7 separate regions of the Mus musculus genome follow, and regions 1, 2, 3, 4, 6 and 7 are each linked to region 5. Evidence: chromatin contacts called from public promoter capture Hi-C data. All regions are on one chromosome and are shown on one strand. Each heading gives the region's core, a stretch centred on a gene start, on an enhancer-like site or on the middle of the called end of the contact. The rest is flanking DNA. Distances are from core to core; before and after follow the strand shown. Region 1 holds the start of Ube2g1 (ubiquitin-conjugating enzyme E2G 1). Region 2 holds the start of 4933427D14Rik (RIKEN cDNA 4933427D14 gene). Region 3 overlaps Gm51906 (a long non-coding RNA gene). Region 4 holds the start of Pimreg (PICALM interacting mitotic regulator). Region 5 holds the start of Pafah1b1 (platelet-activating factor acetylhydrolase, isoform 1b, subunit 1). Region 6 holds the start of Xaf1 (XIAP associated factor 1). Region 7 holds the start of Tekt1 (tektin 1).

Region 1 (3,305 bases), core at 168-2,667, 2.1 Mb after region 5:
GGGGGAGAGGACTGGCTACAGGTTGAGGAGGGGTGAAGTCGCCTGAACCAAGCCAGGCACACGCTTGGCGTAGGACAGCAGGGCTAACTACCGGTTCATTTCTCTTTAAATCTGGCAGCACGTGGGGCGGCATTGTGAAGGCACCAACCCGCCTCCTCCCTCCCCCCCTTCCACTCCGCACACGTACGCCTCCAGCGCGCATGCTCCGCTCACACAGTCCTAGCAGAGTAGGAGCCAACCCCCTAAAAAGTCAACCTGGAAGCCGCAAACGGCCAGAGGCCGGGACAATGGGGGAGGGGGACAGAGACTCCACGGGGGAGGCACTGAGCCGCCGCCCCTGGCCAGAGCCTAAGGCGGGCCGCAGCCCGGTGGCCGCGAGCCTGCGCGAAGGAGCCCGAGCCGTGCCCACGGAGCACAAAGCCCGGGCCGGCCAGCGAGCCGCTCTCCCCAGCGCCCGCGCCCACCCTCCCCCAGACGGGCGGCGCAGCCCGAGCTCGTGCCAGGCGGAGGCAGGCGAAGCGGAGTCGCGCTCCCCGCCGAGCCCCCCGGTGCCCCGCGTCAGCACCCGGGCCAGCCCCGCCGTCGCTTTTGTTGTCTGCCCTAACTCCGCGAACCCCGCGCTGCCGGGCCAGAAGTTTGGCGCGCCTCCCCTCTCCGGCCCCCGACACGGCTCGGACTCACAGCCGCGCGGGGACCCCGCAAGCTCCCGGGGTCCCCGAGGTTCCGCGGCCTCCGCCGCACCTGAGCCCGGGATCCGCCCCTCAGGGAGGGTCGGCCCGACCGGGACCCACGCCCCTCCCCCGCAACGCCCCAGTGCCGTGGGGGAGGGGGCAGCCGCCCAGGGCGTCCGGCCCGTCCGAGGGCGAGGCTGGGGAGCGTCCCCGCCCCCAACACCCTCCACAGCCGGGCCAGGAGTGTCGCCAGCTCGCCGCGACTCGCGGGCTCCCACCCTCGCGGCCCGCCACCACCCAGCCTCCGAGCGGGCGAGAGGAGGCGAGTGGCTCGGCAGTCCGCGATCGCGGCCCGGCGCCCCGCCGCTCACCTGCCAGCTGTCTTCGCAGTAGCAGCGCCGACTGCAGCTCCGTCATCCTCCCCACCGAGAGCCCGGGCCGCCACCGGGACTTCGACGGACTGGCGACAAGCTCTGCCGGTGCCTGGAGCTAGATGTGTGTTGAGGAACCCGGACCGGAGCGCCGAAGCCGCGGGGAGGCCGGTCTTGGGAGACCCGAGAAGCACCTCGCCGCCTATGCGAGTCCGCTCCGCTCGGCTTTCCTCGCTCAGCGCCTCACGCCCGGAAGGGGAGGGTACCCGGGCCGCCGCGGCGCGCACTGGGACTTCGCTCGCCCGCTTCCCTCCTCTGCCCGCCCGTCGGCCCCACCGGTGCCTTCCCCCGCCACTGCCTCACTGCGCGCAGGGCCGCTCCGCGCAAGCGCGCTGAGCCTGCCTCCTTCAGAAGCAGCACTCCTGCTAGCCCGACCCCTCGGCCCTGCTGCCCCGCCTCCGGCGGTGGAACCCCGCCCACCGCGCGCAGTGGGCTCAGCCCCGCCATCTTGGGAAGGTCCACGCCCGCCCAGCTGCGGAAGCGTCGGCTGGTAGACGCCCCGCGGACGCCATGACAAAGAGGTCGCGGAGGGTCAGGACGCTGCCTCCCGGTATAAGCAGGAGGTCTAAGCGTGATGGGACCAGAAGTGGTAGATGTTGGCGAGGACCCAGCAGCCATCCAACACTACATCGGAGGTGTGCGAATTAGTCATTGTTACAAAGCCGAATTTAGTACTGGTGTGCACCATTTTAAGCAGCCGCAAAATAGAGTGCATGGTGATAATTCATAAAGAATGCACAGAATGGTCCTTGAAATAAAAATGTTATGAGTCTCATAGCAGAAAACGTTTAAGTAAATAGTAAGACTGAGTAAAGTGCAGAGTTGTGATTAGCACAACCTGATAAATGGTTCGGATTCAGGTGGTATTCTCCTGTAATCTCAACACTTGAGGCTGAGGATTAGAAGACCCAGGTCCCCTTCGCTGCACAGTGATACCCAATCTCCGTCTGGGGATGAGGATCCATAATAGATCAGACTCCTCTAGAAAAGGCACCTACTATGTAAAGTCCAAGTGTGAAAGCCGAGATTAGGAAAAGTCAACCTTATCCAACCTCCTTGCCCATTTCCCAGTTGAGTGCTTTGTCAACACTGTAGCAATAAAGAAACAAAAAAGGGAAGGGGGAAAAGTAACATTGACACTCAATTTTGTTTCTTCTTTCTTTCTTTTAAAGATTTATTTACTTATGTATATGACTACACTGTTGTTCTCTTCAGACACACCAAGAGAGGTCATAGGATCCCATTACTGATGGTTGTGAGCCACCATGTTGCTGAGAATTGAACTCAGGACCTTTGGGAAATCAGCCAGTGTTCTTAACCGCTAAGCCATCTCTCCAGCCCCTTGCTTGTTCTTTCAATAAGTGTTTGTTCAATCCCTACTTCCCTGTACCTGGACTGTAGAAAACAAAAACTGTGCATAGGAAATCAGGTCCATTTCTACCCACAAAAGCATGAAGCTTCTGTGAACTCCAAGTAAAGTGAACAAGAGGAGCAGATTCCGTTAGGCATGTAATAAAAATTACTGGGCAAGCAGGCACAAGGCCCTGGCTTACCTCCCTAGCACTGTCCCACCAGACCAAAGAAACAAACATTGAGTGAATCTGCCATTTTGAAATACTGCCCACCTAGGGACTAATCCAGCTTTATGGTTGGGATAGGGGAGGGGTTGGTTTTTTGTAGTTGTTTTGCTTGTTTGTTTGTTTGTTTTGGTTGGTTGGTTTTGGTTTTTTGAGACAGAGTTTCTCTGTATAGCCCTAGCTGTCCTGGAACCCCTCTGCAGACCAGGTTGCAGGTTCGAACTCAAGAGATCTGCCTGCCTCTGTCTGGATTGGAACTAAAACCATGCCCCACCATATCCCTCTGTGGGTTTGTTTTTAAGGATTTTGTTTTAATGGGTATATATATGAGCCGGGGTGAATTTATGTGTACCATGTGTATGCCTGGTACCCAAAATCTGGAAGAGGACATCAGATGCTCTAGAATTGGACCTGCAGAGGGTCTTATGCTACTTACTACACGATTGCTGGAAACCATCCTATCCTATGTGTCCTCTGAAAGAAATTTTCTTTTTTTTTTTAAGATTTATTTATTTTTATTATATGTGAGTACACTGTAACTGTCTTCAGACACTCCAGAAGAGAGTGTCAGATCTCATTACAAATGGTTGTGAGCCACTATGTGGTTGCTGGGAATTGAACTCAGG
Region 2 (3,111 bases), core at 440-2,939, 2.5 Mb after region 5:
TCTCTTTCCCTCAACTCTTTAATTTAGGATTCTAGGGGCAGGGCTGAAATAGAGGGAGAGCCCTTTTAAGCCTGAAAAGTGGGTTTAGAAAACATTGACAAAGGTGCTTTCAGAAATGAGTCAACTTTCTTCTGAAGACAGAATCTTAAAAGTGGCTTAAAAATACACCCCAGACACTAATATCTGCATTATTAATAGTTTGTCAGGATTGGCAGAGGAATGGACACCAACTTGTGTGTTTCTGATGCACTCTGAACAACAATGTGATGTTGGAAATCAAAGGTCAAGATCTTTTCAAACTTGACTCAAAAAACAACTTGAGTTTTAACTACATTATAGCTACAAACATAAAGGTAGACACTTACTGTTCCATATTTAAGTAGTGTAGGCACTGCGGTTATTTTCAGTTTTTGTCTGAAGTCATTATTTGGGTCTTTCCAGCTGTTCCAAAATGAAACAGATAATGAAAAATACTACTTGGTTCATTACAGTTTACTCAACAGTTGACTTATATATAATATACTTGTAACCACTGCTTTTGTTAACCTTTAAACATTTTGAGAACTGTAACTTATGTGTCACTTTCTGCAAAGTTTAAAGTGTGGCTAAGATAAAACAAATGTAAAGTCAATAGAGTTCTGAACTTATTCCAGACCCAATTCATTAATGATGATATGTGGTTGAACATAAACTGTAAATATGAATTCAGTAATTCTAATTGTTTAGCTTATCAGACAATACCTAAAACACAGAGCCTGACCAATTATCTGAGGTCCTTTTTACCCAGCTTTTTAATAATATAGTCCATGTCTGGAGATACGGTATACATGACTTACTAAGGTTTGTCTCCTACTTGGCAGTAGATGAACACACAGTCTTCGGTAACATGCTTCAGCCCCTCTCGAATGACTGGCTCAGCTTTTTAAAAGAGTTAAAAAGTAATTACACATCAACTGCGATAGCCCACGCCCTCCCGTCCCCAGTCTTAGACTTTAACCGGTTGTAAGATAGGATGTTAAAGTCGCGTGTCCTCTGGACTCGTGAATCACTTAAGTCCTAGTCCTGATTGTCTTTAAGACACAATCAGAAAACTCAGCATACATATATGATGACGGAAAGATCAACTCCTGAGTCTGGTCTTTTTTTTTTTTATGAGACACTAATCGTTTGGGGAACTGAGAATTTTAAAGAACCTGGTTCCAAGATCCGAATCCATGATAAAAATGAGGGTCATCCTTGGGTGGGGCAGTAAGGGCCTAACGAGAGACGGGGTACAGCTCAGGCGCTTCTGCGGGTCTGCAGGACCAAGATCCTCATCTCATCCCACTTTCTGACTTCAGCAGGGGCCTTCTTCCTAGCACTGCTGTGGCGCAGCAACCCCCAGTCCTGGTCCCAGCCTCACCTTCCACGCAGTCCGGACACCAGCTCTTCCCTTCGGTATCCTTAGAACCGCTGAAGTAGGCGAAAATGGTCTTGCCCTCATGCTCCTTCACTGCCTTGTCGAACTCCTCGAAGCCCAGCACGCTCACCTCCTCGAAGGTGGCCATGGGTACAACAGTGCGGAGAGGAGCACGGGAGGAGCCCTAGGGTCCTGCGCCCCCAAGGCGGGGCCCAAGTAAGGCGTGGACAAGGTTCCGGGTGGGCGGGGCCGCCGCAGCAGAGTGGTGCTACGGGAGCCTTGAATAGCCATAACTCCTTAGGGCCGTCCTTTTGGTCTGCTGGAGTTTCTTTTTGGCGCCAGTTTCCCTCAGACAACTAGACGCCTGACCTGGTCTGGTCCCCACCCTGGCTTCATGGACAGTGACGGCAAAGCCCGTCGCGGTACAACACCTTGATCCTCAAATGGCTCAGGAAGATCAACGGCTCCCAAACAGCCGCGCGCCTGTTGCCATGACGACTGGGCGAGAGGCCGGAAGCGAGGCCTAGCGTGGGGTCGCCTTACGATCTCTTGGTGGCCGCGCCGCGCCCAAACCAGGTGGGCTTGGGCCGGAGCTGGGGGAATTCTGGGAAACTGCATTAGACAGAGAGACAGTGAGAGACCTCGCCCCAGGCTTGCCTTGCAGCTCCGCCCCTCCTATTACCTTTCTATTTGTCAGACTTTAGGGGGGCCGGGGCCGGGGGCGGCGTCCGGGATCGGGCGGGGGTTTGGAGAGAGCTGGGAGGCAGAAAGGCAGCGAGGACTGGATCCGAGTGTTGTGAGTGCGTGTGCGGGGGAACAGATGCAAAGAGAGCGTGTCTGAGGTTGCATTGGGGAAAGGAATTGTCCAGGAGCTGCGACGCCGGCACGGGGGCCCTTGCCCGGGCTACGCAGGTGTACACTGGCAGCGAAGATGCCGGCTCATTGCATGAGGGCCCGCAGGTTGCGTCGGGGTGTTCGGCCTCTGTGGGCGAGGAGGTGGGGTGCAGGGTTATCCCGAGGCTATGGAGTAAGGCGCCGGGTGAGATCTTCAGTGCGGCGGATGCTCTGTGCAAACATAGGGTGGCTACAGAATGGTCAGCAGCCTTTAGAGAAGAGGACTGCGGAGCCCGCAGTCCCCGCTAGGGTGAACAGGGCCTTTGGGATACCTGGGACTGCAGGCTCGGTTGAGGCAGCAATGGACCCCAGGACAGTGTGGGTGAACGGGACTGTGGGCGAGCCCGAGGTGGTTGGGCCTGCTGGGTCTGTGTGGGTGACTGTATCTGGGGAGGAGGAGCTAGACAATAGGAGCTCTCCAAGCTGTGAGAGAAAAGGTCGTCCAGGAACACTTGGCCATGAGAGCATCCTGGAACTGTGGTTGAAGGTGCAGGCTATGAGGGTAGCGTCGGGATGCTGGGAAGGAAGCAGAGTGGAGCTCCATCCCGTTCCCGTGGGAGAGGGGCCGATCGAGAAGGGTATTCCTGGGCGAGCTTCCTGGGTAGAGACCAGCCGAGGTGGTGTCACCGGACCCTGGGTGAGAGGCAATACTAGGACATTCCCCCAGGCCTCAGGACTGCCCACAGCTAGGGGAATAGGGGCCGGTTGTGAGAGAGTCTCTATCCTTTGTAGGCAGGGACAAGCTGGGAAGACACCACCTCCTGTGGGTGGACCTGAGGTAGTAGAGAAGATAGACTGTGTTTCCTCTGGACCTTGGG
Region 3 (3,174 bases), core at 584-3,083, 2.1 Mb after region 5:
TGGAACTCACTCTGTAGACCAGGCTGGCCTTGAACACTTCTCTTAGGATCCACCTGGGGAGTGCTGGGATTAAAGATATTCATCATCACAACCCAGCTTTACACCTTACTTTCAAGTGAGCTCCTAAAATCCAGCTGTTTTTAGTTTGAGTTTTTAAGATAGTCTTGAGTTCAACCATGAGCCCATGATAACCTTGAACTTCTCATCCTACTATCTCTTCTCCCAGTAGGGTAAGGTCAGGCTTGAACAAACTGTGCTCATTTTGGGTTTGCTGCTGCTGCTGTTTGCTTAAGATCTATTTTAAAGAGTGTGTGTACACATGAATAGCATTTGGGTGCCCCAGAGGTCAGAAGAAGGCATTGGATTCCCTGGAGCTGTAGTTTCGGGTGTGTGTATGCCGCCCAACTGTGCAGGAAGAGCAAAGTGCTCCTAACCATTGAGCCATCCCTTCCAGCCCCTGCCTAAGTTATTGATAGGGATTTATGAATTTTCTTCTCTTTGATATTAATCTGCACTGTCACCCTCTTATTAAAATATGAATAGGGCTGGTACGATGGCTCAATGAGTAAAGGTACTTACTACTAAGTCTGACAACCCGAGTTTGATCTCTTGAACCCACAGAGTGGAAAGAGAGAATCAGTTCCTACAAGTTGTCCTCTGACCTCCACGTGTGCACCTTAGCTCATGTGTGTTACCCCACCAAGATAAATAAACAAACAGTGTGGGCATGGTGGTCCATGTCTTTAATCCCAGCACTCACTCAGGAGACAGAGGCAAGTGGATCTCTATGTATTCTAGGCCAGCCTGATCTATAGGGAGCTTCCAGGCCAGCCAAGGCTACATATGAGACCCCACCCCCACCCTGTCTCAAAAGAAACAAAAAAGAAAGCAAGAAAACTTGACCAAATAAATAACAACGGAAAATCTAAATACATAAGTAAATGTAATTTTTAAAACTTATTTTAAAATGTGAATAGTACCATATGTCCATGTCTTCTTTGGTTGCAAACAGCCAGCACCACCCTGCATTTTACCCTCCTGCCGCAGCAAGGAGAAGGTGTATTAGGTTTCCTGACCTCAGGCTAAGGCAGGCATGTCTAAGTTGATCCAGGCTCCGGATGTCCCCAGCCTTGGCAGTTCTGGTCCCTGCTGGCCCTGTCCTTCTGCTGGCTTCTCTCTGAGCTTCAGACAGAGGCTGAACAGCGGCAGCGTGATGAGCGAAAGCCCACCCAGAAGAACACTAAGCCCAGAAGCCCCAGCTTGCTGGGTTCAGGCTTCAGCTTCTGGAATTCTCAGGAAGAATGGAAAACAAGCTCCCCTCTCTGCAGATGTGGCAGAAGGCCACCTCCTAAAGCCCGTCACCTGGCCTCTTGCACAAGAGCCACCTGAGGACACCTGATCACAGGCAGCTTTCGGAGCCAAGCCTCTATTCCTGCCAATGAGGCCCCAGGCAGGAGAGGGACTTGGTCAGGTAGCCAAGGCTGCTCTATCACAGGAGTTGGTGGAGTGGTTGCTAGGCATGACATGAAAATGAAATAAGATCAATTAAGTCCTCTGCTCCTAAGAAGCTGAGGGAACGAGGTGCTTCTATGCTTCTGATTCAAGAATGTTTTTCCTTGGCTCCAGTATTAAGAGAAAGGTCAGAAACCTTTGTAAGGAGGCAGCCTCCTGCTGAGGTCAGGCCTCTCTGAGAGTGTACCTTGCTGTCTCTTACTTCCCACTGAGACTTGGGAGCTAGCATCTCAAGACTGCCAAACCACATGTCCACATAGACACCCTCTGTTAACGGAGACCTGACTCAGAAGTTGCCAGGCAGGATCCTGGCTCTCGCACAGCATGAGAGCCACCTCCTTGGAATACACTGTGGTACAACAGGCAGGTCAGTTAGAGCCTAAGCTTGAAGAGAGAGGAAGCCAAAGTGAGGCCAGAAGGGTTACCTTCTCTCTTCTCCTGCACTCCCCCACCCCCACCAAGGAAGTCAAGAACACAAGCCACATTTTCAGTTGCTTATTTTTAATGATTACTTTTTTATTTTAAAATTATGTCATGAACATGAGCCACATTTTCATTTGTTTACTTTTAATGATTAACTTTTATTGTAAAACTATGTATACATGTGTGGGTGGCCTTGTGCCCATGAGTGCAGGTGCCCATATTGCCCAGAGGCCTTCGATCCCCTGGAGCTGCAGCTTGATATGAGTCCTGGAGGAACTCACCTGGGTCCTCTGGAAGAGCAGTGCATACTCTTAACTACGGAGCCATCTCTTCAGACCCATGATTACATTTTTTTTAAAAAGGGGGTTTTGTTTGTTTGTTGTTTGAAACGGTCTCTCTAGCATAGCCCCGGCTGTCCTAGAACTCACTATGTAGACCAGGCTAGCCTCAAATTCAGAGATTCATTTACCTCTGCCTCCCAAATGCTGGGATCAAAGGGGTATGCCACCACACCAGACATTTTTTTTTTTTTTTTTTGGTTTTTGGTTTTTGGTTTTTGGTTTTTTGAGACAGGGTTTCTCTGTATAGCCCTGGCTGTCTTGGAACTCACTTTGTAAACCAGGCTGGCCTCGAACTCAGAAATCCGCCTGCCTCTGCCTCCCAAGTGCTGGGATTAAAGGCATGCACCACCACGCCCGGCATATATGTATTTTTTAAACTATATTTATTTATTCACTTTGGTTTTTGTTTTAGTTTTTTATTGTTACTGGTTTTTAGGCAGGGTCTCACTGTGTAGCCCTGACTGACCTGGAACTTGCCCTATAGACCACATTAGGTTCAAATTCTCAGAGATCTGCCTGCCTTTGCCTGTCAAATGCTGACGTTAAAGTATGTGTCATCAGGTGGACAGGCCTTCAATCTCAACATGTGGGAGGCAAAGGCAGGTGTATCTGAGTTGGAGGCCAGCCTAGTCTACAGAGTAAGTTCTAGGTAGCCTGGTCTACAGAGCAAATTCCAGGCGAATCATCACCAGCCTGTTTATTTACTTTAGGGTGAGGTATGCTTAAGCTAAGGTGAACATGTGGAGATCAGAGGTCAGCCAGAGCCCCCATTCAGGTACCCCCAACCCTGCTCCTTGCAGGCTCCATTCCTTCCTTGGGTCACCCAAGGACTCCCATGGGCAGATGCAAGGGGAAACCTGGAGAACTGACATCTTTGTGAGCTGTCAGAATCCTGGTT
Region 4 (3,035 bases), core at 497-2,996, 2.7 Mb after region 5:
TTCTCTTCTTAGAGGTCTGCTCATTCTCATAGCTTCTGTCCTGTCCAGGGGACACCTGCCCACATCTCCAGCTCCAGGTTTAAAGACCTAGGTGGGGTCAACATGATATCGTAACAGGTACATCTTCTTGCCACCAAACCAGGCAACTCGTGTGATCTCCAGAACCCACACGGTGGAGGGAGACCTTATTCCTTCTCTGACCTCCAGACAAGTACCACTGCATAAGCGCTCCTCCCATAGATAAATATTAAAACATTAAAAGAAGATATCTGCTCGAAGGCTCTTGGACACACCACACACAAACACCACCCCTCAAATCTGCCTTCTGAACCGCTCAGGAAGTTGCACCCTTTCTGCAAGCCCCGCTCCTCTGCCTTTTTCTACCAAATAGTTGACAGCTAAGGTGTAAGAGTGTGACTGGGAGACTTTAAATGGGGGTCAGCACACAGGATCACCTCTCTCACTATACTGACTGCTTAGCTTCACACTGGGGACTCTTCTCTTCAGCATCCACGCTGGACTCACTCACAGCATCCCACTGGCCCTGTGCCTACATACACCTCCCCTTTCCTGAGTGATCTTGGAAGAGTCACCTATTCTAGGAAGTCTTTATCCACTAAGCTTGAGACTGGTATCTCTTTATAGATAGCCATTTCCTGCAATTTTCTATCACAGGACATGGCAGGTCACCTTGCATGGGGAACACCAATTTCTTCCATGACTTTATTCACCTACTGATTTGTTGGGAAACTATTATGTGCCAGAATGACCGGGGTTCTGGGAAAATGGCAAGAACCTAATCAAACCCCAAGACCCCATGGAGTCTATATTCCTGGGGTCTCCCTGAGGATAGGGACAGTCAACACCAAGGACGCTTCTGTAAACAGACGGCTGGTGGTGTCATTGTTACCTGGGACATGGCACCCAAGGCGCTTTTGGCTGAGCGAGCTGCAGCCTGAAGACCTTGCTGCTCTGGCTCTGGACTTTCCAGGCGTTTCCAGGAGGGGCCGTTACCGAGGTTCAGGCTGACCGCTCTCAGAGGCAGCCTCCTTTGGAATTGTCTGCACAGGGAGCCCAAGGGACCGGTCTCCGGATGACCCCCAGCAGACCGGGTCACCTCCTTCTTCTCTAGCTGTTCCTCCTTTAGGAGTGATCGTCTGCGCACAGAGGTCCTCATGCCCTGCCACTGAGACGCCATGTGCTTGGTCCAGTTTCCGCTGCCCGCTAGATCCTGGGGAGGTCAAAAGGTCATCAAAGTACTCCCTGACCCCATTCCAAGGCTCCAGGGACCTTGGGAACTGGGAAAGAGATGAAGTGGAACCTCGCGGGGTAGGCCTGTTGGGCAATTGTGGATGCCAGAAAGATGACCAATGGCATCATGGTCAGCAGCTGCCTCCGTTGCAAGGCGGCAATTTGTCCGTCTTTCCATCCTAGCCTATTCCCCATAGGCTAAGTGGAGTGGCACACAGGTCACGGAGCCTCGGCGCTTACGCAGGGCACCAGCAGTATGCTGTTTTCACAAATTTTCCTCTCCGGAGCAGATTTAGCAATCCAGCCAAGGCCTCGGATCCGATGGGGCGTTTGCAACTCCTAGACATTCCCTTTGTCTTGTGGGTCCTATCCAGAGCTCCTGACCCGTTCCCCATTCAGAGCTCCCCGTGAGACCGTCCCCCACCCCCCTCCTTAAGCCCCTCGGTAACCCCGCATGCTCACCTCCCTGCTCGATACCCGGACCCGAAGATCAACACCCTCTCCTAGCCCACCGCAGCCGATTTGAAACTCCGCGCGGCCCCGCCCCGCCCCGGCGCTTGCAGCCCATTGGCCCTATCAGCCATCCACCACCGCCGCCCCGGATTTCGATTGGTCTTTTTCTCTCGTGACTGTAAATCCTGCTTTGGGATTGGCCTGGCCACGCCCATACATCGTTCGTAGACCCCCCACCTGGCTCGCCGCAGAGGGGTCCAGGTCGCCACCGGATCACTGTTACCGACCAGCCCGCCTCCCTACATCCCGGCTGCTTGGTCCCAGGCGACCGCGCCTAGTCCATCGTTCTCCCAAGCTCTCTTCTTCAAGCATGCAGGTCAGGGTGCAGGATGCTGCGGGGGTTCAGGTCACCGCCACCCAGGGCACGCGCCCCTTTCAGTCCTTCACCCCGCCTAACTTCTCTCCCACGATAAGTAGTTTTGTCAAAGCGATAGGCTGGGACTGCCGAGCTTTGCGATCCCTGGGAAGTTTTGTTTCAAATTCCCCGCGTAATTCTCTTCCTTCCTGCGAGATGGCCCTGCCCCTGTCTGTTCCTCAAACAAACACCCTGCTGGCGGCGCCCAAGAAAGCACATCTCAGAGGAGGGGACAGACTGTAGATCACCCTCTCCACAGTTAGGTCAGTTCCTCTGCCGGGTCTTGCTCTACGCATCTTTCAATCTTTCTTTCCTGTAGTCTGCCAGCAAGCTAAAAAAACAAAACAAGAAACAAAGACGACGACGACAAACAACAGCAACCCAGGCTGGGTCACTTTCTCCCATGCTTTCATTTTTATGGTTTTGACTTTTTTTAAAAAAAATATTTTTATTTTTAATTATATGTCTCTGTGCATGTAAATGCCTGTGGGGTGGCGTGGTGGCGACACAGAAGAGGAAGTCAGACCCTCTGGAGCTGGAGTTAGAGGTGGTTGGTTCTAACTGGCCACACTCAGCCTCCCCAAGATTGAAATCAAGGGGCCTGGCGTGCCACCACAATGGGGCCTTCTTATCGGTCCTCAAAAAAGAATTTCTCTTCTCCCTCCTCTCTCCTTTCCTCAGCCTGGAGTGAGACTCCTAGAGACTCTTCAGGCCTCTTCCTGGTGTCAGGATTGTCTGACCCTCTCCTGACCTCAGTGTTTACCTCCCAACCCCCTATAATAATAATGGTTGATTTGTGTGTAGCACTTGCAAACACTCCCTTTCTATCAGCAAGCCCAGTTTATCCCCAGTGCTCTGCAGCTCTGTGAGGTAGCTGGGGTGTGGAGAGACTGGCCGTACACTTCACTCACTAACT
Region 5 (3,033 bases), core at 112-2,611:
CTATGTAGTTGTCTGTCCTGGAATTCACTGGGTAGAGAAGGCTCTTGAACTTGGAAAGATCCACCTGTCTCTGCCTCCAAAGTGCTGATATTAAAACACCATGTCCAGCTTTAAATCATTATTTTAAGATAGGGTCTTACTATATACACCATGCTGGCTTCAAACTCGTGGCAAGTCTCCTGCCTCCGTCTCCTCAGTGTTAGCATTACAGATGTGAGTCACCCTAGCTTGTTTATTACTATCATCATTGTTTTTTGTTTTTTATAAAAAGGATGCTCCTGAGGCTTGCAGAGAACTTCTGGGCTCTTGCTGGTCTCCTGCCTCCTGAGTAGCTTGGGCTACGTGCCATGTGCCACTTTGTTTGGCTACTGGGTTTATTTTATACTGATACTGAGGCCAAAAAGAGATATGATAATTTAGTCAAGGTCACATTCCCAGTGGTGACACCAGGATTCATACTGGAGACATTAACTCTGCAGCTTCCCAAGTGATTTTTACAGTATTTACCTTCATCGAGGGACGCAATAGAATCAGTTAAGCCTCAGTGCTGGAAAACACAAGTGGATAATGAAGTAATCTCATTCAATACTTAAATATCCTATATTGAATAATTCAGAGCCCCAAACCTTCCCTTTCAAAAATCAAGTGTCTCTTTGTGGAATAAATTGACATCAAATCCCCCCAGATTTGTCATCAATATACAATTCATAATATAATAAAACACAGACATGTCTTGTAGAGAATAAAGTTCCAGGTCTTTCTGTGGATTTCAGTTTCCAGAATCTCTGATGAATACATGTGACTAAGGAAAAGAATAGCTGAATCACATCTACAGGCGATTCCTTCCGATTAAAAATCTGTACCAGAAAGGAACACAAGGCAATCCATCTGCCTTTTAACCTCAACAGCTCTTCTGCCCAAGCCCACCAATTTACTTTGGTCCTTTTGGGTGGGTGGGTAGGTGGGGGATGGGGAATAATCCCACAGGCTAAGGCAGAAAGGAAGCATCCTGGCTTGGCTCCTGCTCTAGCCAGCAGGGGCCGAAATGCCAGTGCACCGGGTACCCGCGGTCCGCCGGGACAGCGCAGTGACCGCTGAGGCAGAGCAAGAGTCGTGATGGACGCCAGCCGTCAGGCAGTTTAGAGCAAAAGGGAAGCTTCCCAAGGGATCAGGGGGCAGAAGCGAGAAAAGCCGCGGACGGGACGCAAGCTCGCCGGTCGGCTCGGGTACAGCCGCCAGCTCACCCTGCGGAAGGGCGCGCGGCCCAGGCCCAGGCCCAGGCCCAGGCCCGGCCCGCGCATGCGCCGCGGGCCCTCCGCTCCCCTCCCTCTTCCTGGCGGGTCTGGGGCGGCGGCGGCGCGGTGACGTCAGGGCGTTGGGGCAGCTCCTGTGACAGACGGAGCTGGAGCGGCGGGGCGGCGGCGGAGTCCGGCGGCCGAGATAGCGAGTGAGGGAGCGAAGGAGCAGCGAGCCGAGAGTCCAGGGAGCGAGGAGGACCCGGAGGGGAGCGCTCAGGCGCGAGCGAGAGGACGAGCGAACGCTGGGCTAGGGCTCGAGCCCCGGAACGGCCGAGGAGCCCGCCCGCGGCCCTCCCCTCCCCCTCCCCGGGACCGGGCCCAGCGCGCCATCCTCCCCCTCCCTCCCTCCCTCCCTCCTTCCTCCCTTCCCTCTCCCTCCCCCTCCCCCGCTGGTGGATGGGAGTGAAGGACGGAAGAGGCCCTGCGGAGGCGGTGGTGCAGCGCTCCGGTAAGGCGGCGACGCTCTGCGCCCTCCCCTCTGTCTCTTCCATCGCGCTCGGGTGGCTGCGGGCCGGGCCGGCGGCCTGACGATGTGGCTGCGCCGGTCCCCTCCCTCCCATTCTCCCCTCCCCCTGCCGCCGCTGCCTCCTCCTTCTTCTTCTCCTCTCCTCGCTCTCAAAATGGCGGCCGCGACGGCCGTTGAGTGAGAGGCACCGAGGAGGGGGCCCTGGCCTGGGAGGGCGCTGCCCTGGCTCCGGTTCCTCCGACCCTGGCAGTGGGCTACTCAGGCTGCTGAGGGTTCAAGCCGTGGCCTCTCGGGCGGCATCGCCCTCCTGCCGCCGTGACTTAGCAAGAAAAGTATTCTTGGGTGGGAAGGGCGTGGATAGCAGGTCGCTCTCTGATCTTGGGGAAAGGGCTCAGCCCTCCTGGGCCGCGGAAGCGAACCCGCAGTCCCCACCCCTCCTTGGCTGGCGACTCGCCGCCGGGGCTCCAGCAGCTACCAGGCCTTCCAGGCGTCGGGTTCTCCGCTTGTCCTTAGGTTGAGGGTGGACCCGGGGAGGATGGCCCGCCGCTCAGGCCCTCGGCCCCCCGGTGCGGTGGTGGTCCAGCCTCTGCATTCAGTAAAGATCTGCAGCATCCACCCACCGAATCGGGCAGGATTTTCCTTTTTGCTACTGACTCCTCGCACGGGAGTTGTCTTTTGACGTTGCTAACACTGAGCTCCCAGGTTCTCGATCATTCCCTTCATCCCATCTCTCCACTCCATTAGGAAACGCTGTGACTATTTACCCTCTCTAGCCTCCCAGGTGAGAAAATGTTTTTTTGAGACGGTGGGCTGATTTCGTCTCCCAAGAGGAAAGAATTTCAGTCTTGAGATAGGAGAAAGCAAGGTGCCTGGCTTTATTTGTTATCCTGCCTGCTTTTTCCAGTGACTTAGCAAGAAACTCCTTGGGAGGAGCGCAGGAAATTTTCTGTTGAGGTTGGGTTTGGGTGTAATTCCTATCAGTATTTTTGGCTAAGAAATTGTGCCTTTGAAGAGTACCAGATTTGTGGTCTCATTCTCAATGGGCGATGTCATGTCAAGGATACCTCCTCCTCACCCCCCCCCCCCTTTAAGAGACAATTGGGAGAAAATAAAATTACTGCTTTTCTTACCTTTAATTTCAAACACACCCTCCTAAAGATTCACAACCTTTAAAAGATCCAGTAACATAAAGGTCATTTTAGCAATTCTCTTTTTGTTGGGTTGGCTTGTTTTGTGTGAAATTTCTTTTCTGGGGGTGGGATGGTGGAG
Region 6 (3,064 bases), core at 154-2,653, 2.4 Mb after region 5:
TCACAAATAAGTACTGTGTATCAAGATGTATATTTCAAACATGTACAAGTTAGCTAGGGCTGTTGGCACAGGGGTTCAGGAGCCTGAGTCAGGAAGATGGCTAGTTTAAGGCTTATCTGTGCTTATAGAGTAAGTTCAAGATCAGCCTAGGCAACTTAGTGATACTCTGTGTCAAAAGGAAAGGGAAAAACAGAGCCAGGGATAACGCAGCTCAGAGTGCTTGGCTGCTCTGTGCAATGCCCTAGGCTCAGTGCCTGGAACGACTCCTCAGCATCACCCCACAGAGACAGGGTTGGGGGAGGTAAAGTTCTATCCTTTTCCAGTTATCTCCTAGAAAGGCCATCACGAGAACAAGGGAGCACAGCAGTGCAGCTCTGCCCTGACCACACCTCAGACCCTCCAAGGGTTTCCCAACTCTCAAGAGCAAAAGTCCATCCACCACGCTGTCTCCCGTCCCTGGGCTCCCTTGCAGCTACCCAGAGAGCATCTGAGATGCAGGGGAGTCTTGTAGGGCAGGGTGTCCTCCTCTGATAGGCTCATCACCAGGAACGCTGCCAACCCATTCCATCTGCTCATGCTCACGGCAGCTCGGGAGAAAGGAAACAGGCTGTATCCTTAAAGGACCAATTGTTCAGGCCCTGTGATCTGGCTCATGGCCTCCAATTGTTCAGGCCCCTGTGATCTGGTTCATGGCCTCACTGCTGTTAGCCTGATCCAGCTGTCCCCACAACCGCACAGAATGACGTCCTTTGCTCTGTTTGCCCTCTCTGTTTTGCCTGCCTCCATACTCCATAGACCAGAGATCCTGAAAGGTGAAGTGGAACAAAGATCTCTGTGGAGCTTTACCCCAGTTACTGCAACAGGTGGGGTCTGCTGAGGAACCAGCTCTTTTTACTTGGAGGTGTGGTCCTTGCCTCCTGCTCAGCCCTCCATGTTCTATCTCCCAGCTCCTTTGTCAGGCGGAGGACAGGAATAACCCTGGAACATCTCTCAAAGGGTCCTCTCACAGATGGGTGGGAAGACCACGATGCCCCCCACCCCTGCTACGGATCTAAGCTCTGACAGGAATAGCCTGCTAGGGACCAGTCCCTCCATACTTCATGGCTAAAACTAGCCAGCCTGAAATACCCAAGCTAAGAGGGAACAGTGATATTGAGGTACCACTGAGCACTCTACTTAGAGATTTGGAACCTCTTCACTCCAGAGGTTCCAGTCCCCTTCGGCTTGCCCTCTGGTGTTGTACTTCATCCCCATCACTTCAGAATTTGTTTGCTCTGCCCTGCCCCTCTGTCTGGCCAGCCCTGGAGAAAATGCCTTCTTACCAGTTCCTGCACACTTGGAAGTCAGCCTCCATGGTCAAGCTTCCTGCAGTGCTTCTGTGGAGTTTCGTTTCTTTGCACACAGGAAAACAAAACTGAAAGTGTTTGCCCAGCCTGACTCACAGCGGCAGGGAGGAGACTTCAAAAATTCTCAGCTCAGGGCGGTTCCCAGATCCTGGCAGCTAGACACTCCCAGAAGGCCATTCTGCAGCATGGGCTAGTCCTCTGTCATGCCCCTTGTCCTGTGCAGCCTCTGTGCTACCGTGACTGTGACCTCCAGGGTGGGCGTTAGCTGTCGGGTTTCCTCTGGGCAGCACAACAATTCCTCCCTTTCTCCCCCTCCCTCCCTGACTGGCTTTGTTTCCATGGGGTCCCTGCCCACTTCTCAACCTGTGACTGACTCCTACTGTTTCTGTCTGGTCTCTCCTGAGATGCTAAGCTTGAGTCTGCTCTCTGAAGAAGAAGCTCCTGCAAGCTCTGTACCCCTGTGTGGGTTCCAGTTTGTGGTGACTTTGAAAACAAAGTCTGTGAGGAACTGAGCAGGGGGTTCTGGGTGCTGGATGCTCAGGCTACAGGGTTTGGGGCAAGTCTTGGGAATGGCCAGGGATAACTGTGTTGTGTCTCCTGAGGTTGTCCTCTGCTGGGAAACAAAACAAAGCAAACAATAATGGCAAACAATAATGTAAGCCAAGATGACAGAAACCATGAGGAGGTCTTGCTATCCCATGCTCACTGGTAAAATCGAGCAGCAAGGGGCTGAATAACCTGCACAGAAGTTCCCAGGTAACGTGGTCCAAGGTGTGACCCTTCTGCCACAGGCACGGAGCTGGAGGAGCTGTGCTCAGATCCAGACAAGATAACCAATTGGGAGCTTGAGTCACCTCAGCCTTCTGGATACTGTCTCCTGGCTGACCGGGTTACACTGGAGCTCCCAGGCAACTTTAAGGTCCAGGTGCTCCTAGAATTTGCATGCAAAACTGCTGCTGTGTCAGTATATGTTTGTTCCAGCGAGGTGCCACAGCCTCAGGCAGTTACCCAACAAGGCTAGCTGACCTCATGAGGTTCAAAGAAAACAAATTGTGTTAAAGGCAGCCCATGTCCAAAATTATCACAGTGCAAAATGATGGAAGTCAGTCGATTTGCTGGTTTCCTGTGTTCATTCCACCACCACCACCCCCCTTCCAAGGAAGAAACAGGGCGTCATTAGATAAATGAAAATGATCAAAGGGTTTTGGAGTAGAGGTAGCGGTATGGCACTTGCCTACCATGCATAAGGCTTTGGGGTTAGGATCTAACACACACACACACACACACACACACACACACACACACACACAGACACACACACACACACACACACATCACAAAGTATATCTCAGTGACAACTGATACATTCACAAATACAGCCGTGTACGGAATAATGATGTTTCTGTCAGCAGTGCAACTGTACATAGCACAGTAGCCATATAAGATTACACCTGAAGAACTGCAGAAGTCTTGTCACCCAGTGATGCTACACACAGCAGTGAATCACTTCCACTTGTGTGCCCTTGGCATGAATGCAGGGTGCAAGAAAGCAGAGAGGTGCGGGAACATGGTCAAGTTGCATTACATACATGCATTAAAATGTCAAATAAAAATGAAGAAAAAATATAGCACACATTTCATATATGGCTGGCTCAGCGGATAAAGGCACTTGCCATTAAACCTGACAGCTTGAGTTTAATCCCCGGGATGCACGTGGT
Region 7 (3,101 bases), core at 133-2,632, 2.4 Mb after region 5:
ACTTTTACTTGCTGAGCCACCTTGCCTACCCCAGTCTTTGAATTAAGGTATTCATTAATATTAATACCAGAATTAAGAACATAGATACATGAGCTGGGCAGTGGTGGCGCACGCCTTTAATCTCAGCTCTTGGAGGCAGAGGCAGGTGGATTTCTGAGTTCCAGGCCAGGCTGGTCTACAAAGTGAGTTCCAGGACAGCCAGAGCTACACAGAGAAACCCTGTCTTGAAAAAAAGCAATATATATATATATACATACATGAATGAAAGGTGAGTGTTAATTTCCAATATGTCTTTCAGATTTGAATCCTCAGCTTAAGGGTCTTTTTCTGGCATGCTGAGATGCCAGGGATAAGCAGATACACCCAGCTCATCGCTGCTTTTTCTTCCTTCCTTCCTTCCTTCCTTCCTTCCTTCCCTCATTTCTTTCTCTTTCTTTTAAAGATTTGTTTATGTATTTATTTTATGACTAGGAGTGCTCTGTTTTCTGTTTTCATGCACACCAGAAGGTATGCACTGGATCTCATTGCAGATGGTTGTGAGCCACCATGTGGGTGCTTGGCATTGAACTCGGGACCTCTGGAAGAGCAGTCAGTCCTCTTAACCGCTGAGCCATCTCTCCAGCCCTTCATCAGTGCCTTCACATTGTTATAAATTTTATGCCTTTGTTTCATCGTGTTCACCTTTATGATTGCTTTTTCTGCCACACAGACAGCGCCAATTTCCCATTTCCAGTAGTAATGCAAAGGGTTTTTTTGTTTTGTTTTGTTTTTGTTTTTTTGTTTTTTAAATAAACGTGCTGCCTGTAAAACGAACGTTTGAAGATGGTGTATGGCTATGTTAAACTCATGGCCGTGGCACCGAGTGGCTGGCGTCCTGAAAGCCTAATTTTAACTCAATCCACAACAGTTTGAAGATCACGTAGCAGTGCGATCTTAACCGAGAAAAAGCTCAGTGCTTGGTGAGTTTTACGCCTTGGGAGAAGATACCTGGCCGAAAACCCATTCTTGCCTACCCCTGTCTGGAGCTACCCATGCACCCTGTGTGTCGCTAGGTTTGCAGGTCCTTTGCTCCAGGTTTGGAGCAACGACCACGTGGAACGCAGTGTGTGTATCTCTGTGGTCCCGGGTCATCTACGGCTCAGGACAGCGCCAAGACCGACCCGCTGTGCATCTATGGAGTCAGAGACTCGGGGAACGGGAACCCCGAGTGACCCAATCTCCTGCCCCGTGTTTTGACGTTTTCTCAGCAGGATCAGACTTCGGACCACCTACTTTCTTTGTCTTGTTTGCTCGGGTTACCCTTTAGCACCACTCTCACATTCGCGCTTGCGCAGTCTTCTAACTAGGGCAACGTTGCGTCCGTCCGGTTGCCATAGAGACCGCAGTTTTCTCGGCTGGTTCTCTCAGAACCAGGAGCTCTGGTTGGGGTCAGGAGTGCCCTACAGAAGCTTGTGTTCTTTAATGAACTAAGGTAAGTGAGCCCCGATCCACCTCACCTACCCCTTCTCCCTACCCACGCGGTGTGTCTTTTGTATCAGCGGTTAGCACTGATATCGGTCCCCTCTTCGAGACTATTCACACTTGTTCAAAGTTATATCTCAGAGAGCCACGCTGAGACAGACTCGGGAGAGACCATAGGAGGGGACTGAACTGGAGAGCTCAGGAGTGTCTGAGGGGGTTACATGGGGCCTGATGCTTAGCCTAGTCAAGATCTGAATCCATCCTTGGTTGTGACGGCTTCAGAGGCCCCTAGGGTAAATACTAGGGTTATAGAGTCCAGAGCGGGAGGCTTTCAGAGTTCAGCTTTGCCTATGGAAGACAGATGTGATGTCGTTCAGAGCCAGGGGATCATATTTTTTTTCCCCCGCAACTGTCTCCAGAGGCTGCCTTACCCCCTGTTCCTTGTCTTTATCCTGTAGTCACAATGCCCAGATGTTGGCTTACAGACGTCACATCTGTTCATTTCTTATACAACATGTCTGGGTTCATGTATTTGAAAGAATACTGCTTGTCTTAGGGTTTCTATTGCTGTGACAAAACAACATGATCAAAAAGCAAGTTGGAGAGGAAAGGGCATATTTGTCTTACATGTTCATATTGCTTGTTTATCATTGAAGGAAGTCAGGATAGGAACTCAAAACAGGGCAAGAATCTAGAGGCAGGAGCTAATGCAGAGGGCATGAAGGGCATGCTAACTGGTTTGTTCATCATGGCTCGCTCAGCCTGCCTGCCTTCCTTCCTTCCTTCCTTCCTTCCTTCCTTCCTTCCTTCCCTTCTTTCTCTTTTTTCTTTCTTTCCTTCCTTTCTTCCTTGTCTTTTCTTCCTTTCTTTCTTTTCTTCCTTTCTTTCTTTCCTTCCTTCCTTCCTTCCTTCCTTCCTTCCTTCCTTCCTTCCTTCCTTCCTTGTCTTTCGTTCTCTCTCCCTCTCTCCCTCTCTCCCTCTCTCCCTCTCTCCCTCTCTCCCTCCCTCCCTCCCTCCCTCCCTCCCTCCCTCCCTCCCTCCCTCTCTCTCCTTTTTTCTTCTCCAAGGCAGGGTGTCTTTGTGTAGCCCTGGCTTTCCTGGAACTCACTCTGTAGATTAGGCTGGTCTCAAATTTTCAGAGATCCACTTGCCTCTGCCTTCCTAGTTCTGGGATTAAAGGCACCACCACTGCCCAGCTCAATCTGCTTTCTTGCAGAACCCAGGACCATCAGCTCAGGCTTAGCATCACCCACAAAGGCCTGGGCCCTCCCCATACATCACTAATAAAGAAAATGTCACACAGCCAGATTCATGGAGTCATTTTCTCAAGTGAGGTTCCCTCTTGCCAGATAACTCTAGCTTGTGTCAAGTTGACATAAGACTAGCCAGTACACTGTTCTATGATTCACCGAGAGCAACAAGAACTCCACATCTCAAAAGATGCACAGGAGAATATCAAGAGCATTTTGTGATAACCCTAAATGAGAATAGTCCACATGTTTATAAGCAATAGGAAAAGGTTAATTTTTACATAGTCACCTGGTACATTGCATAGTGATAAGAATGGACAAGCTACATTATAGGCAGTAAGACCACTTTTATGAACACAATATTAAATAAAAGCCACCAGATGCTAAAGA

Evidence for each region. Promoter capture Hi-C pulls out the DNA fragments that hold promoters and counts their contacts.
Region 1: a contact with region 5 is called in a promoter capture Hi-C map of embryonic stem cells, with 7 times the contacts expected there. The contact joins the promoter of Ube2g1 here to the promoter of Pafah1b1 in region 5. A contact is called at or near these places in 5 of 39 promoter capture datasets (cranial neural crest, embryonic stem cells, frontonasal cranial neural crest and 2 more), 2 of 484 Hi-C or Micro-C datasets (both in embryonic stem cells) and 2 of 115 datasets of contacts at active chromatin or transcription factors (both in embryonic stem cells).
Region 2: a contact with region 5 is called in a promoter capture Hi-C map of hippocampal neurons, with 4 times the contacts expected there. The contact joins the promoter of 4933427D14Rik here to the promoter of Pafah1b1 in region 5. A contact is called at or near these places in 3 of 39 promoter capture datasets (hippocampal neurons, liver and pre-B cells), 1 of 484 Hi-C or Micro-C datasets (B cells) and 2 of 115 datasets of contacts at active chromatin or transcription factors (astrocytes and large pre-B cells).
Region 3: a promoter capture Hi-C map of stem cell-derived epiblast-like cells shows a contact between it and region 5, with 4 times the contacts expected there. The contact joins the enhancer-like site here to the promoter of Pafah1b1 in region 5. A contact is called at or near these places in 7 of 39 promoter capture datasets (the C10 cell line, cranial neural crest, frontonasal cranial neural crest and 4 more), 1 of 484 Hi-C or Micro-C datasets (embryonic stem cells) and 2 of 115 datasets of contacts at active chromatin or transcription factors (embryonic stem cells and pro-B cells).
Region 4: a contact with region 5 is called in a promoter capture Hi-C map of pre-B cells, with 2.8 times the contacts expected there. The contact joins the promoter of Pimreg here to the promoter of Pafah1b1 in region 5. A contact is called at or near these places in 2 of 39 promoter capture datasets (cranial neural crest and pre-B cells).
Region 6: a contact with region 5 is called in a promoter capture Hi-C map of liver, with 2.6 times the contacts expected there. The contact joins the promoter of Xaf1 here to the promoter of Pafah1b1 in region 5. A contact is called at or near these places in 2 of 39 promoter capture datasets (hippocampal neurons and liver).
Region 7: a promoter capture Hi-C map of cranial neural crest shows a contact between it and region 5. The contact joins the promoter of Tekt1 here to the promoter of Pafah1b1 in region 5. A contact is called at or near these places in 3 of 39 promoter capture datasets (cranial neural crest, frontonasal cranial neural crest and hippocampal neurons).

Annotation. Positions count from the first base shown.
Region 1 is chr11:72,605,373-72,608,677 of GRCm38.p6, reverse strand. It overlaps Ube2g1 (ubiquitin-conjugating enzyme E2G 1), which reads right to left and starts at 1,417. Exons shown (of 6, transcript NM_025985.4): 1 at 1,043-1,417. The coding sequence starts at 1,088. Gm51906 (a long non-coding RNA gene) reads left to right here and starts at 1,515. Exons shown (of 4, transcript XR_003949712.1): 1 at 1,515-1,737.
Region 2 is chr11:72,206,060-72,209,170 of GRCm38.p6, reverse strand. It overlaps 4933427D14Rik (RIKEN cDNA 4933427D14 gene), which reads left to right and starts at 1,689. Exons shown (of 19, transcript NM_001361564.1): 1 at 1,689-1,975. Txndc17 (thioredoxin domain containing 17) reads right to left here and starts at 1,617. Exons shown (of 4, transcript NM_026559.3): 1 at 1,403-1,617; 2 at 837-918; 3 at 366-441. The coding sequence starts at 1,547.
Region 3 is chr11:72,580,435-72,583,608 of GRCm38.p6, reverse strand. All of the region lies in intron 2 of Gm51906 (a long non-coding RNA gene), which reads left to right. Among named protein-coding and RNA genes, the nearest start is that of Gm51906, 25 kb to the left of the region's middle. Within about 2 kb of position 1,833, at least 28 of the 459 cell types and tissues checked have an H3K27ac peak or open chromatin away from gene starts, as enhancers often do. A contact at or near this core is called in stem cell-derived epiblast-like cells, where this site is marked.
Region 4 is chr11:72,041,213-72,044,247 of GRCm38.p6, reverse strand. It overlaps Pimreg (PICALM interacting mitotic regulator), which reads right to left and starts at 1,746. Exons shown (of 6, transcript NM_144526.3): 1 at 1,714-1,746; 2 at 911-1,231. The coding sequence starts at 1,198. It also overlaps a transcript of Aipl1 not described here.
Region 5 is chr11:74,722,712-74,725,744 of GRCm38.p6, reverse strand. It overlaps Pafah1b1 (platelet-activating factor acetylhydrolase, isoform 1b, subunit 1), which reads left to right and starts at 1,361. Exons shown (of 11, transcript NM_013625.4): 1 at 1,361-1,746.
Region 6 is chr11:72,299,968-72,303,031 of GRCm38.p6, reverse strand. It overlaps Xaf1 (XIAP associated factor 1), which reads right to left and starts at 1,403. Exons shown (of 6, transcript NM_001037713.4): 1 at 1,323-1,403. The coding sequence starts at 1,354.
Region 7 is chr11:72,360,163-72,363,263 of GRCm38.p6, reverse strand. It overlaps Tekt1 (tektin 1), which reads left to right and starts at 1,382. Exons shown (of 8, transcript NM_011569.3): 1 at 1,382-1,471. It overlaps Gm34317 (a long non-coding RNA gene), which reads right to left and starts at 1,350. Exons shown (of 7, transcript XR_003949575.1): 1 at 1,273-1,350.